Linked DNA regions of Triticum aestivum: region 1 is linked to region 2. A link is a contact called in public Hi-C data. All regions are on one chromosome and are shown on one strand. Each heading gives the region's core, a stretch centred on a gene start, on an enhancer-like site or on the middle of the called end of the contact. The rest is flanking DNA. Distances are from core to core; before and after follow the strand shown.

The links. A called contact is a pair of places that touch in the nucleus more often than the background predicts.
Region 1: a Hi-C map of leaf shows a contact between it and region 2, with 5 times the contacts expected there. The contact joins the promoter of LOC123153477 here to the promoter of LOC123148202 in region 2. A contact is called at or near these places in 4 of 5 Hi-C or Micro-C datasets (leaf and root) and 1 of 1 datasets of contacts at active chromatin or transcription factors (leaf).

Annotation. Positions count from the first base shown.
Region 1 is chr7A:557,290,110-557,295,974 of IWGSC CS RefSeq v2.1, reverse strand. It overlaps LOC123153477 (receptor kinase-like protein Xa21), which reads right to left and starts at 1,406. Exons shown (of 2, transcript XM_044572583.1): 1 at 1-1,406. The coding sequence starts at 1,406.
Region 2 is chr7A:557,156,986-557,163,342 of IWGSC CS RefSeq v2.1, reverse strand. LOC123148202 reads right to left here and starts at 3,543. Exons shown (of 2, transcript XM_044567567.1): 1 at 2,660-3,543; 2 at 2,105-2,573. The coding sequence starts at 3,387. The coding sequence ends at 2,438. It overlaps LOC123148201 (protein WVD2-like 5), which reads left to right. Exons shown (of 8, transcript XM_044567564.1): 6 at 1; 7 at 103-213; 8 at 1,365-1,987. The coding sequence ends at 1,703.

The DNA.
Region 1 (5,865 bases), core at 157-2,656, 130 kb before region 2:
GAGGCATTGCACAAAGAGGGAGGAATAGAACCGTGGAATTGATTATAAGCTGCAAGGAAGACCTGTAGGCCTGGAAGGTTGTTTCCCATGTCGAATGGAAAAGACCCATTGAGGTTATAATTGCTTTGTACATTGATAACTTGGAGGTAGGAAAGATTGAATAGCAAAGGAGGCAATGGCCCTTCTAATTCATTGTTTTCGAGGCCAATTTCAGCGAGGGAGTGTAGGTTTCCAATGGAGTGGGGTATGGGACCTGTAAGATTATTGAATGACAGATAAAGGAGTTCAAGCAAGTTGAGGTTCCCTATTGATGCTGGAATTTGGCCAGTTAGATGGTTTCGGCTAAGAGATATGGCAGAGAGTGATGTGAGGTTCTCTAACCCAGGTGGGATGCATCCTGTCAGGCCATTGTTTCCTAAATTGAGTACCGAGAGATATGAAAGATTATGTAATGCTGGAATACTTCCTGTAAGGTTATTTGTGGCCAGGCTAAGAAAGCCCAGCACCGAGAGATTTCCTACTGAACTTGGAATAGAACCAGACAGTTGATTTGAATTCAGAGAAAGTGTGTCTAGTTTGACAAGGTTACCTATGCCAGGGGGTATTTCTCCTGTTAGCTTATTGTTTGAAATGTCCACATACTCCAGGTTCACAAGGTTGCTGATCTCCGCAGGGATGGTTCCTCCAAGCTGGTTGTGGCCTAGATCGAGTACCACAAGATTGTGCAAGGAGCCAAGCTCATGCGGTATCTCCCCTTGGAGCTCGTTCCGGCCGAGCTCGAGTAAACCCAGGTTGGGCAAGGCTGCAAGCTCCCGGGGTATCTTCCCTTTCAGCCTGTTGTATCCAAGGCTGATACTGTCGAGCTGCCGGCACCGCGAAAGCGACGGCGGAATAGCGCCGTCCAGAGAGTTGTCCGACAGGTTGAGCCGCTTCAGGTACCGCAGGTGGCCAAGAGCTGATGGCACGGCGCCATTCAAGCGGTTACCGGCTAGGCGGAGCCTCCTCAGGAATGTAAGGTTGGCCACCGAGGCGGAGACTGCGCCTAGAAGGTTGAGGTCGCCGAGGTCCAGCGCCACAACCCGGCCACGGCGGCGTCCCCGCCTGCCGCACGCCACGCCGTGCCATTGGCACATGGGCGTGGACCGGTTGCCCCATGACCCCAGAGCTTGCAAGGGGTCGTCCCTTATGAGCGCCTTGAAGGACAGAAGAGCAGAGTGGTCGCTGGAATTACTTGCGGCGGTTCCGGCGTGTGGAATGTGTGCTGACCCCGTGCTAGCAGCGAGTGCGAGGAGCAAAGAAACTAGCACGGGGAGCCCTGCGCCTACTATGTTTCTACCAAAGGCTGGCTGCTTTTGCTCACTTCTTTCTGGTTCTGGTAGACACAAGTGCGCTTTCCTGCTTTGCATTGTTATATATAATGGATTGAGCATGGCAAGTTGCTCAATAATTCATGGCTCAGTGAACTTAATTATCTGTTTTCAAGTTGCTGACAAATGGGGTCAACAGAGTACTCAAGTGCATGACTTGTGAGCCAGCATGACTCGTCAGTGCTCTGGTCAACGCAGGACTTGCGAGTCATCCATGGTTGATTTATGCATTGTTGCCTTGTGCAATTGAGAATCTGCCGACAGCGGCAGGAGTGCTGCCATTCCACTATAAGAAGAAATATAGTACTAGCTATGTATTGTATGCCAGAAGAGAAGAATTAACTAAGCATGTTCTCGATGACTTGACTTTAATTAACTGATTAGTTGTATCCCAAGTTGACTACCAAATCTTATGCTGCGTGCAGCCTCTTCAGACTCGCAAGGTTGCCGATCTCCAGTGGGCTTGTTATGGCCTAGATTGTTTACCTTGAGACTGTACTGTACATGGATGGAGTCTGAGTGGATGGAGACTATGGAGTTAACGGAGCTAAATGAAACATCATGGTGTGCCAGGTTAAGGGAGTAAACTCTCTTTGTCTCTTTGCCAAATTCTCGGCCGACATATTGCGGCTCGCCTGCGTTTATATTGGTATATGTGATTATCCTGGTGCTGTTGCATCCGTGTCACTGTCGCGCTGTGTGAAAGGATACATTGTCTCTCGTAAGAAATCCAGTGCTCCTCCAGCTGTTTTAGACTTTGTGCTCCTCTGAAGATTCCTCTCTTGTTGTCGTTGCTGGGGACACTACTTAGCTCAGAGGCGAGAGGTGTCTGCTAAAACATACTGCTATTTGCATGTGAAGAATCTGAACTAGTGATGCGTTTATTTTCTCTGCCGTATTGTCTCTCAGTCAACATTGAGGAGCTGGAAGCTGTTCTGCCGAAAAATGGAAGGAGCCACCATTGTTGAAATGGCCGGTCTTGTCAGGTGTTTTGATAATTGAGAAGTCGCTTTCGAGCTTTCTGCTCAAGTGTTGAATGAGGTCGTCGAGTGGAGGCAAGCCGGTGTTGGTGTTGGTGGTTTGCAATGATTTGTGAGAAGTTAGCCTAGGCGTTTCTTCAGGTGTTGGTGTATTGAGTGGGACTCTTGTCTATCCGAATGTTCGCATTTGTAGTAGACTGGTAAATATTTTCTATTTTCTATAAAATATGGTAATGCTTTTGGTGTACTCTCGAAAAAAAAAAGTTGCCGTCGGAGGAAGAAGGATAGTGGTACCATTTCCTTTTTTATCCATGATGAGGCTGGCAATGACTATCACGTATGATTGGAATTATTCGGCTTTATCATATTTGTTATATCCAATAATTCCTAGGAAAATCTCATAGTCCCATGTGACACGTTCATACATAACAAGGAAGATGCAGAAATATTTTGTGCTAGTGGAAAACAAAACTGAATGGTTGTGAATGTTCCATTCATCTCTCATTGATGACACTAATGTTTCGGTTTCGTTGTTCCATTAGTATTGTGGTTCCGTTTCCTTCATTCCGTGCATGCTGTCATGCAAGAAAGAAGTCGGAAACCTTTTACACTAGTGGGAAATGAAACTGAACGTTGTGAATATTTTCATTCATCTCCCTATTGATGCCATTATATTCCATCATCTTTCCATTAGTGTTTTGGTTTCGCTTCCACTTCTTGAAGTCTATAAGAGAGGTCACTCCTCTTCTCCATATATGCTACTTCAACTCCTACCTTCGGTTTCAAGCTTTGCGCCGCCTATCGATTTCTCATCTCGCTTCTCAGCACCGGGAAGTGAGAAAGTAGGCATCAAAAACTCCGACTCTTGTGATCTGCTACGGAATAGGGGTGATCAGGTTTTTGGAGAGCGCTTTTGCGCCACTGCTGGATCCTTGTTCATCGTAACAACAAACAGTGACATCCTTGACAACGAGTTTCCCAACGACGACTACTTCCCTGACGTTGACCAGCTCCTTGGCGACATGACAAACGGCAAACCTGCATCCTCTTTCATTGCTTTGTATGCCATCTTATCCTCACTTTTAAGATTAGCATTTGCTTTACTGCTAGTAGGAGTCATATGGATATGATCTTGTTTCTTATCATCTCAATTGCATGACTGGTTTCAAAAATTGGTTGCTTGTTTTGGTTATCATCGCTATTATGGTATTCATATTTTATCCACTGTTTTTATGGATTAAACTTATTGGAAAAATCTTGAAATATTCAACAGTCCAAAAACCTGAAATGTGTAGGCAATTTCTCCAATTGCATTTGTTCTGATTTCCAAGCCTCCTATGTCTGAGGGTGTGAAGATAAGAGGTGGCGTGCAAGGGCAATTCTCTAGCTTACCACCATGATCTGTTTTCATGCCTATAAGGACAAGTCAGGGCAGAAAAAGGAAGGCGTTAAGAGACCCTCCTGGCCCAACCCTAGACACTCTAAGATCCTTTTTCAAACCAGTTCTGCTCCCATTTAAGGAGAGGGAGAGCTTACTACTGAACAAGACCAAACTTTCCAGACTATAGACATCCTCTTAGAGGTGTTCTGAGTGTTCTTGGCTACAAGATGTTCGATCCTTTCGTTATCATCATGGTCGGTAAGGATATGTGGGATGTGTTTGAGGCCAATTTTGCGGTCTTGGATGCAGTAAGTGAGTTGTATGTCATAGAGCAATATCATGACTACAAGATGACTGATGACCGCTTCGTGGTTAAGCAGACTCATGAGATTCGGTCGCTCACTAAGGAAGTTGAGCATTTCGATTGTGTATTGCCGAACAAATTTATTGCCTGAGGCATCATTGCCAAACTTTCTTCTTCGTGGAGGAATTTTATTATCTTGCTGAAGCACAAGAGACAAGAGTTTACTATTGTTAATGTTGTTGGCACTCTTGATGTGGAAGACGAATGCGAGGGCGAAAGACACATGTGCTCGTTTTCATGAGGGAAACTATAGTGCCAACTTGGTACAGAAGAAGAATTTCCAACTCTAGAAATTCAAAAATAAGAACTATGCAGGCAAATTAAAGTTTGAAGACAAGAAGAAAGTCCAACAGTCCGCCAATTTCAAGAATAAGTAGGAGACATATAAGAATAAAGGATAATGTCATGTATGAGGTGGAGAACATCATTGGGTTTCATCCTGCAAGGACCGTCGGGACGTGCGTCAGAATGAGAACATGGGCAAGACCGCTAATGTTGTTATTGACGATGTTGAGATGAAAGATGTCGGGTATGGTATTTTTTCTACCGTTCCTTTAGTATGCCATTCTCCTAATTGGTGAATTGACACCGGTGCAAATATACATGTGTGTTATGATATCAACATGTTTTCTTATCAGGTCGCAAGAACTCAGCCGTGTTGATGAAATCAAGTCACATGCTTTTGTGCATGTTGTTGGTACGGTTGATCCGAAGGTTTACTTTTGGAGAGATTGTGCGCTAAAGAACGTGCAACATGTCCCTTATATAAATAAAAATCTTGTTAGTGACTCTCATTTGTGTCGATATGGCTATAAGTTGGTATTTTAGTCCTATAAGCTTGTAGTGTTAAGTGTGGACAATTTATTGGAACAAGCCTTTTTCAATAAATTGTCCACACTTAGACACTACAACCTTATTGGACTCAAATACCAACTTATAGCCATCTCGACACAAATGAGAGCCACAAACAAGATTTTTATTTAGAGAAGGGTCATGTTGCACGTTCTTTAGCCGCATGATCTTTTTCAAAGAAAATTTCAGATCAATCATGCCAACACCATGAACAAACGCATTTGATCCGTTCCCATTAACGCTGATGTAGTTCTTGAGATGCGATAAGAAAAAAACATGTTGATATCATAACACACATGTATATTTACAACAAGCGTCAATCCACCAATCATGAGAAAGTCATACTAATAAAATGGTAGAAAATTTACCATATGTGACATCTTCATCTCAACATCACGAATTACAACATTAGCGGTCTTGCCGTTGTTCTCATTCTGACACAAGTCCCAACGGTTCTTGCAGGATGAAGCCTAATGATCTTCTCCATCGCATACATGGCATTATACATTCTTCTTATAGGCCTCCTTATTCTTCTTGAAGTTGGCGGACTGTTGGACTTTGTTCTTGCCTTCGAACTTTCCTTTGCCCGCATAGTTCTTGTTCTTGAATTTATGGGGTTGGAAACTCTTCTTCTGTACCAAGTAGGCACTAGAGTTTCCCTCATGGAAACGACTATGTGTGTTGTTCGCCCTCGCCTTCTCTTCTACATCAAAAGTGCCAATAAGATTAACAACAATAACTCTCGTCTCTTGTGCTTTAGAGAGGTAGCATAATTCCTCCACAAAGGATGAAACTTGGCAATGATGCCTCCGGCAATGAACTTGTCCGGTAACACACAATTGAAATGCTCAAGTTCCTTAGTGAGCGATTGAGTCTCATGAGCCTGCTCAACAACGGAGCGGTCATTGGTCATCTTGTAGT
Region 2 (6,357 bases), core at 2,294-4,793:
GGTCCGCATTCTTATTTGTCATTTCCTCAAAATAAATCCATGATTTTTTGTATGGTCCATTGTAATAGTGTTAGCTTTATTTGTTTGTTTATCACCGTGCAGGAAATGGAAGAAGCTGAACTCAGGCAGCTACGGAAAAGTTTGAATTTCAAGGCAGCACCGATGCCCAGCTTTTATAAGGAACCACCAGCTCCCAAGATTGAGTTGAAGAAGGTAACCGTCTTGACCCCTGCTCAGGGAGAGCTTCCTCCTTCCATTCTGTCAAGTGAATTAAGAACTGAATCGGTCGCAACCAGCCTTGTAGACCTTATTAATATATTTGCAACCTGTATAACTGTGAAAGCAGGGAACTCCTGAATGCAAACTTTTCTTTGTTGTCTTGTGGAAACTTAAGTCTTGCTACAATACCTTCATATATAACCAAAGAATACTGTAATTGTTTTTTTAATCAATACTTGGATTACATAAGAACAGCTTCTGCATTCTTCTAGTAAGATCTAAAACTACACTTACTACACCTAAATTGTGATTCCAGTAGTGCTGCCTTGCTGGTAGCTTCATGTATACATGTCATGATGGTAAAGCCACAAAAGACAGCCGGGAGCATGGCTGGGTTGCATGGCTAATCAGGGAGAGGGTTAGACGAAGTGGACATGATATATACTTCCTGCTTAATGAAAATAGATGCACCAAGGTGCTGGCCCTAACAACCGAATCGAAAGAAATGTCATATCCAAGGAAATATCTTATCTCTAATTGGCTGAAGGCTGAAGCTAAGGGTTATCTTATCTCTAAATGATACTATTCCCAACTAAAAGATAAAATGTATTATCCCTAGCACATGGGTGACCAACCCACATCACATACAGCTGTCACATGGTTATGCATGACTACTTCGTTCAAGAATTCTGGAGAACGTTCTATTTGCAGCCAATTTTTTCACGCCGAAAGCATTATTTTCTGTAGCTAGTGCAGTTGTACTGTAGGTGATGGTTACTTCATCAGCTGTTTAGGAGATTCCATTTCTTGTAGATATTATGCAAGTTTCTTTTGGGTGTTTAATTACTAAAATGAAAATCTCCATCACCACATGGTCCATGTCTCTTGCCACTATATTTGAGTAAATCTGAAACTCAGTTATTTGATTTACCTCTTTGATGAGTTTGTGCAAGTTGACCATCCCTAATTATTATGGAGTTAACTGTTAACAGTATTTAAAAAATGGACCATTAGTTTTCCTGGTAGACAGGTGGTTCAAGTTTCTACCATGATTTGCACTAGCAATTTTAACTCGCAACATGTAATGCTTATTGGTGTGTCCTAGCTTCTGAAGAATACTACTTATCCACTGCTATTCATCGTAGGTCCCTACCACCAGACCTCGATCACCAAAGCTTGGTCGCTCAAAGAACACAACTTCAGCAGGCACAGCAGTAAGTACCAATCCTTCAAGCCGTCCAGTTCGTCTGAGCCTCGACCAAAGGGCCTCCCAAAACAGCCCCAAGGCAGCACCTGCTCCGAAGAAGTCCCAACGGAAATCTCTCCCCAAATTGCCGTCAGAGCAGACAGGTTCTGTTGACATTGCAACTTCGATATCTTCTGCAGAACAGCTAGAAATTAGCAAGTCAACTGCAACTGCAGATCCCATCCGGACGCCAATCCGTGCTCAAGTTACTCCAGACGACCATGTGCTCAACGCATAGAAAACAGTCTTGAGTCCAGTCTTTCGGAAAGCTGAGAGTCATGCCTCAGCCTCCCATGTCTGCATTTTTGTCATTTGGGTAGTAAACTTGTGGCTGGTATCATGTGCTTGAATTAGTGTGATCACCTGGAGTTTGAAGCATGGCAAGCAGCCAATGTACTGTTTATCTTCTCAGTTTGTGTTGTTTTTCAAACAGTACAAGGGAGTGGTGTTATTTGTAGTTAGTAACATTTGCATATGACTACCTTGTATTTCCAAGCCGCGAGACTTCTTTTTCCTGCATGAGTTTTCCCTTTTCTTCTTTTACTGCAAAATTTGTGCCAATTTTGCTATGAACTTGGTGCATTCAGTGTAATTTTGTGTTCTGTTCCTACATGGAAGATGGATCTGCTTCTGCTGAACTGCTGGGGCAATCGGTTCTGGCATTTACTGTAATTCACAAGTGGTACATACACCACGTACACCATGTTATCAGGAACATTCTACATGTACAGGCACAGCAAAACCTTATTAGGCTACATATTTATCCTGCAGTGCTGCAGATCCTACCAACCTTAGAAGCGTACTGCTCACACAGGTAGCCGGACTTGGTTTATTCAGTTTACAAGCTGCCGCGTCCCGGCCGGCGACGGCGGTGGCGGCCTCCCTCAGAGGCCGCTGTGATCGTGGCATGTCGCTCTTCCTTGCAGAGTTCCAGATGTAGTTTGTTTACTGGTAGTGAGATTGATTCTTCGTCTAAGAAGCCGCTCTGATGGAGGATGGCTGCGCTGCCCCATAGAACGGCGGCGACCCCGCCGGAGGCTGCCCGTCGTTGAGACCGTCTTCCTCCTCGGCGTCCCACAGGAACCCGGCGTAGGATCCCAGGACATAGCTGCAAGAGAAGCACAGCGAGAAACTGTCACGCATGCCAAGCAAGGAAGCAGCGAAGTGGCGCGCTGAGTTGTTTGGCTGACTGACCAGTCGTCGGGCGCGGCCTGGACGGCGCGGCTGTAGTAAGCGTCGGCGCGCTCAGCGTCGCGGCTGGTCTCCCAGACGAGGCCCGCGTACATCGCCAGGGCGTCGCCGTCGCCGGGGTTGGCGACGATGGCGCGCTCGCAGTACTCCTGCGCCCTCGCCGCGTCCCCCTGCACCTCCTTGAGGAACCTGGCGTAGTTCCCCAGCGGCAGCGAGTTGCCCGGGTTGGCCCTGATCATCCGCCGGTAGTGCGCGTCGGTGGCGCCGCGGTCACCTCCGTCGCCGTCGCCGTCCCCGTCTCCTCCGCGGCCGCCCTGCCAGCCGCCGCACACCCTCCCGCGCCCGCCGCCTCCCCCGACGCCCTCGAGGAGCGCCAGGGCTCCGCCGGCGCCGGCCTCCTGTTCCTCCCCCGCGGCGTCCAGCCCCGTGCTCGTCAGCAGCCGGCGCAGCGGCACGGCCGCCACCCCGACCGCGACCACGTCCTCGTCCTCCTGCTGCGCCTCCTCCTCGTCCAACTCCTCGAGGAAGGCGGAGGCGGCCGGGAGCTGCACCGGCGCCAGCAGATCGGCCTCGGACAATGCGCGGCACAGCGCCCCCTGCTGCCTCGGCCCGTGATGCCCCGCCGGCGACGCCACCGCGAGGTGCCCGTGGCCCAGTACATGCTCCACCGCCGCGGCCGCCGGCACGCGCGCCGCGTTGAGCAGCGGCGAGGACGCGCTCCGCAGCAGCATCACGGGCACCCGCGGTCTACCCTCAGTCCCTCACCCTCACCCCAGAGAGAGAGAGAGAGAGAGAGAGAGAGAGAGAGAAATATCTCAGGCGGACTGGCAGCGTACGGGCAAGCGCGTCGCGTCACTCACTGAGTCACTGACTGACACTGCGGGCACGGCTGGCGCGAGATATATATCCGGCGAGCAGGGCCGATGAGGCACGTGATGAACGCCGACGTGTGGGGCCTCGACTGGGCGCGGCGGGCCCGTGGTGGTTGCGGCCGCAGCGGGGGCGGGCCCGGGTAGGAAGAGGGGTCGGGGGCGACGGACGGACGGTATGAGCTCCGGGCTAGGCGACACAGCGCGGGGTGGTGGGCGAGCGCGACGGCCCACGGCGTAACCCGCGGCTGGCTCTTCCGGTGACTCGGTCTGTGGGCAGCCATTACCCTGGGGCGTCCAGCGCTCTCCAGCTTGGCTTTGCGGGGTGAAAGTGAAACCGAGTAGCGTGCGGACGGCAGGAGAGCAGCGGTTATATGTGGCGCGAAGGAACGGAGCGGTTGGTTATCATCGGCAAGGGAAGATCCAACCCAATGGTTCTGGGGCGCAAAATCTTCCCTTGGAGTGTAGGGGCGGCCTGATGGGTTGCGTACCCCTCCGTGTGTGACGGACGGACGGTGGTGCCGTGCCGTTGTTGCGTCTCTCCGTGTACTACGCCAGGCCAGATACCGTTGTATGGATTGTCCATTCATGACTTGCTTGAAATCATGCTAAGCCGTACGAATGAATGGGCAATCGGGCATTCAACAATAATCGTTCTCCAAATCAGTTCGTATATAAGCTACAAACTAGAAATGCATCTCATTAGAAGTGCACACCTCTAATGAATACTGCAGCTTTAGGCTCAATGACGCCCCATTTTCACGCTCTCAAAAAATAAGTAGAGTACAATTCAAACCTGAATGAAAATATATTATCACAACATCTTGATTCGAAACTTAAGAATTCAAGTACACACACTTGAACTACATATCAAATTTAATGTTTTCCAGACTTAATCGTTCAAATTCGAACACAACATATGGTTCAAATGAAATAACAATCCAAAAGAAAACATGATAAAAACGTAAGAATCAAGTGCTATGAAGTGGCCAACGGTGCTCAATAAGATTTTCATGGAGCTGGTTGTATGCTTCTAGGTTCTTGATCCTTCAATGTGCTTGGAGGAATGCTTGGATCATGTTTGCATGACGTTCAGGCTCCGCCATGACACCATTGTAGACGCCGCAAGTTCTCCGTGTCATCTCTCTCGACCTCTATGATCATGTTGTGCAAGATCACATATGTTGTCACGACCTGTCAAAGGCTTTTAGGCTTCAAACTCAACATGGCCATGGATAAATGCAAAGCGTTTTTTAAGCACACCAAAAGCTCTCTCAACATCCTTCCTAGTAGATTCTTGGCACACTAAGTGAGATTTCTTGTTACCTTGAGGATGTTGGGTCTTCACAAATGTGGCTCAAGGAGGGTAGATACCATCAACAAGGTAGTGCCTCAGGTTATACTGTTGGCCATTGACAACATAGTTACAAGTTCGAGCATCACCGGCAAATAGCCTTGCAAAAGGATGGGATCATTGCATGACATTGAGGTCATGTTTTGGAGCCAAGCATCCCGAAGTATGCATGTTAGATCCATAGATCATGTGATGTAACTGCCTCAATATTGATGGTTGGGATCATGTCAATGTTGTTTGTATTGACATTTCCATGCCACATGATAATTGTTCCATGTCCATCTTCTCCCCCTCCATCATCTTCATCTCATAGAAACAAACCATCTTCTCCTCTTTCCGGTTGGCCGCCAATGACCTATTTACCTCCAACATCGCAATTAACTCCTCATTGTATGCTCGAACAACATGCTTCTTGGCTAGCTTTGAGTTTTTATTTCCATCTGTCCGAAGTTGAGGAGTGGATGGGTTCTCTACCAAGTCATCGTCAACTTGTGTGTTGGGCCTTTGCCTCTTCGATGTGTTTGAAAGTTCCTTCTTGCCCACATCTCATTTCCAACTAGCACCCTATAGCAATGAAATCATCTACATCATCATTCATTGCTCACCTAGCAATCAATATCAAATCATGCATCATTCAATTGAGCAATTGCAAAATAAGAAGTATGTTTGTTCCTTGCAGGGATATCCTTGGGAACATCGGCTTCACTCTTTGTCTCGTCTGAACCGGTCTCGTCTTCGGCCACTAGAGGTGGAAGGGTCATTGCGCGACTCTAGGTGGACAAGGGATGTAGGATGGTGGTGGTGGAGCTACCGACGACCACCTCTGGCGACCGATAGCTCTCAATCTCTTCACTTGGCGTTTGTTGATTTGGTCCTTGTGGTGCCAAACTTGCGATTGGCGATGGGTCTTCAACGTTGACAAGGGTGGCGAAGGGTGCAACGATGGTGGAGTTGTCCATTCCAGCGGTCATTGGGGCTAGGGGCAATCGATGGAGGGCAAGTGACGGTGGCCGGATCGAGTGGCAAAGCAGCGGATGAGTGGGGAGCAACACAGCGTGTTCCCTTTTTCTTCTTCTGAGAAGTGCCCACTCTAGACTATATTCAGGGCCGGCCCTGAGGGGGGGCAGGGGGGGCGGCCGCCCCGGGCCCCCAAGGTGGAGGGGCCCCCAAGTATGTATTTCCTTGTATTTGGCCCATTTGACTGCAGTAAAAAAAAGTTCAGTGTGCCTGGCCCATCGCAAGTAGAAGCAGCTACGTATCGTAGATGGAAGTTCTTCAAAAAACGTACGTATATGGAGAGTCTGATATATCGCCATAACTCACGCATCAACTGCCAACCCACGCATGCATCGCCAAAAAATCGCCATCACGCACGTAATAGCCGCCGCCTTTCCGCCATAAAAAACGTACGTAGTGAACCAGAAGAGCAGTATAAGATGAGACCCAGATCCCAAGGGGCGCGGTGCACATGATCTCAG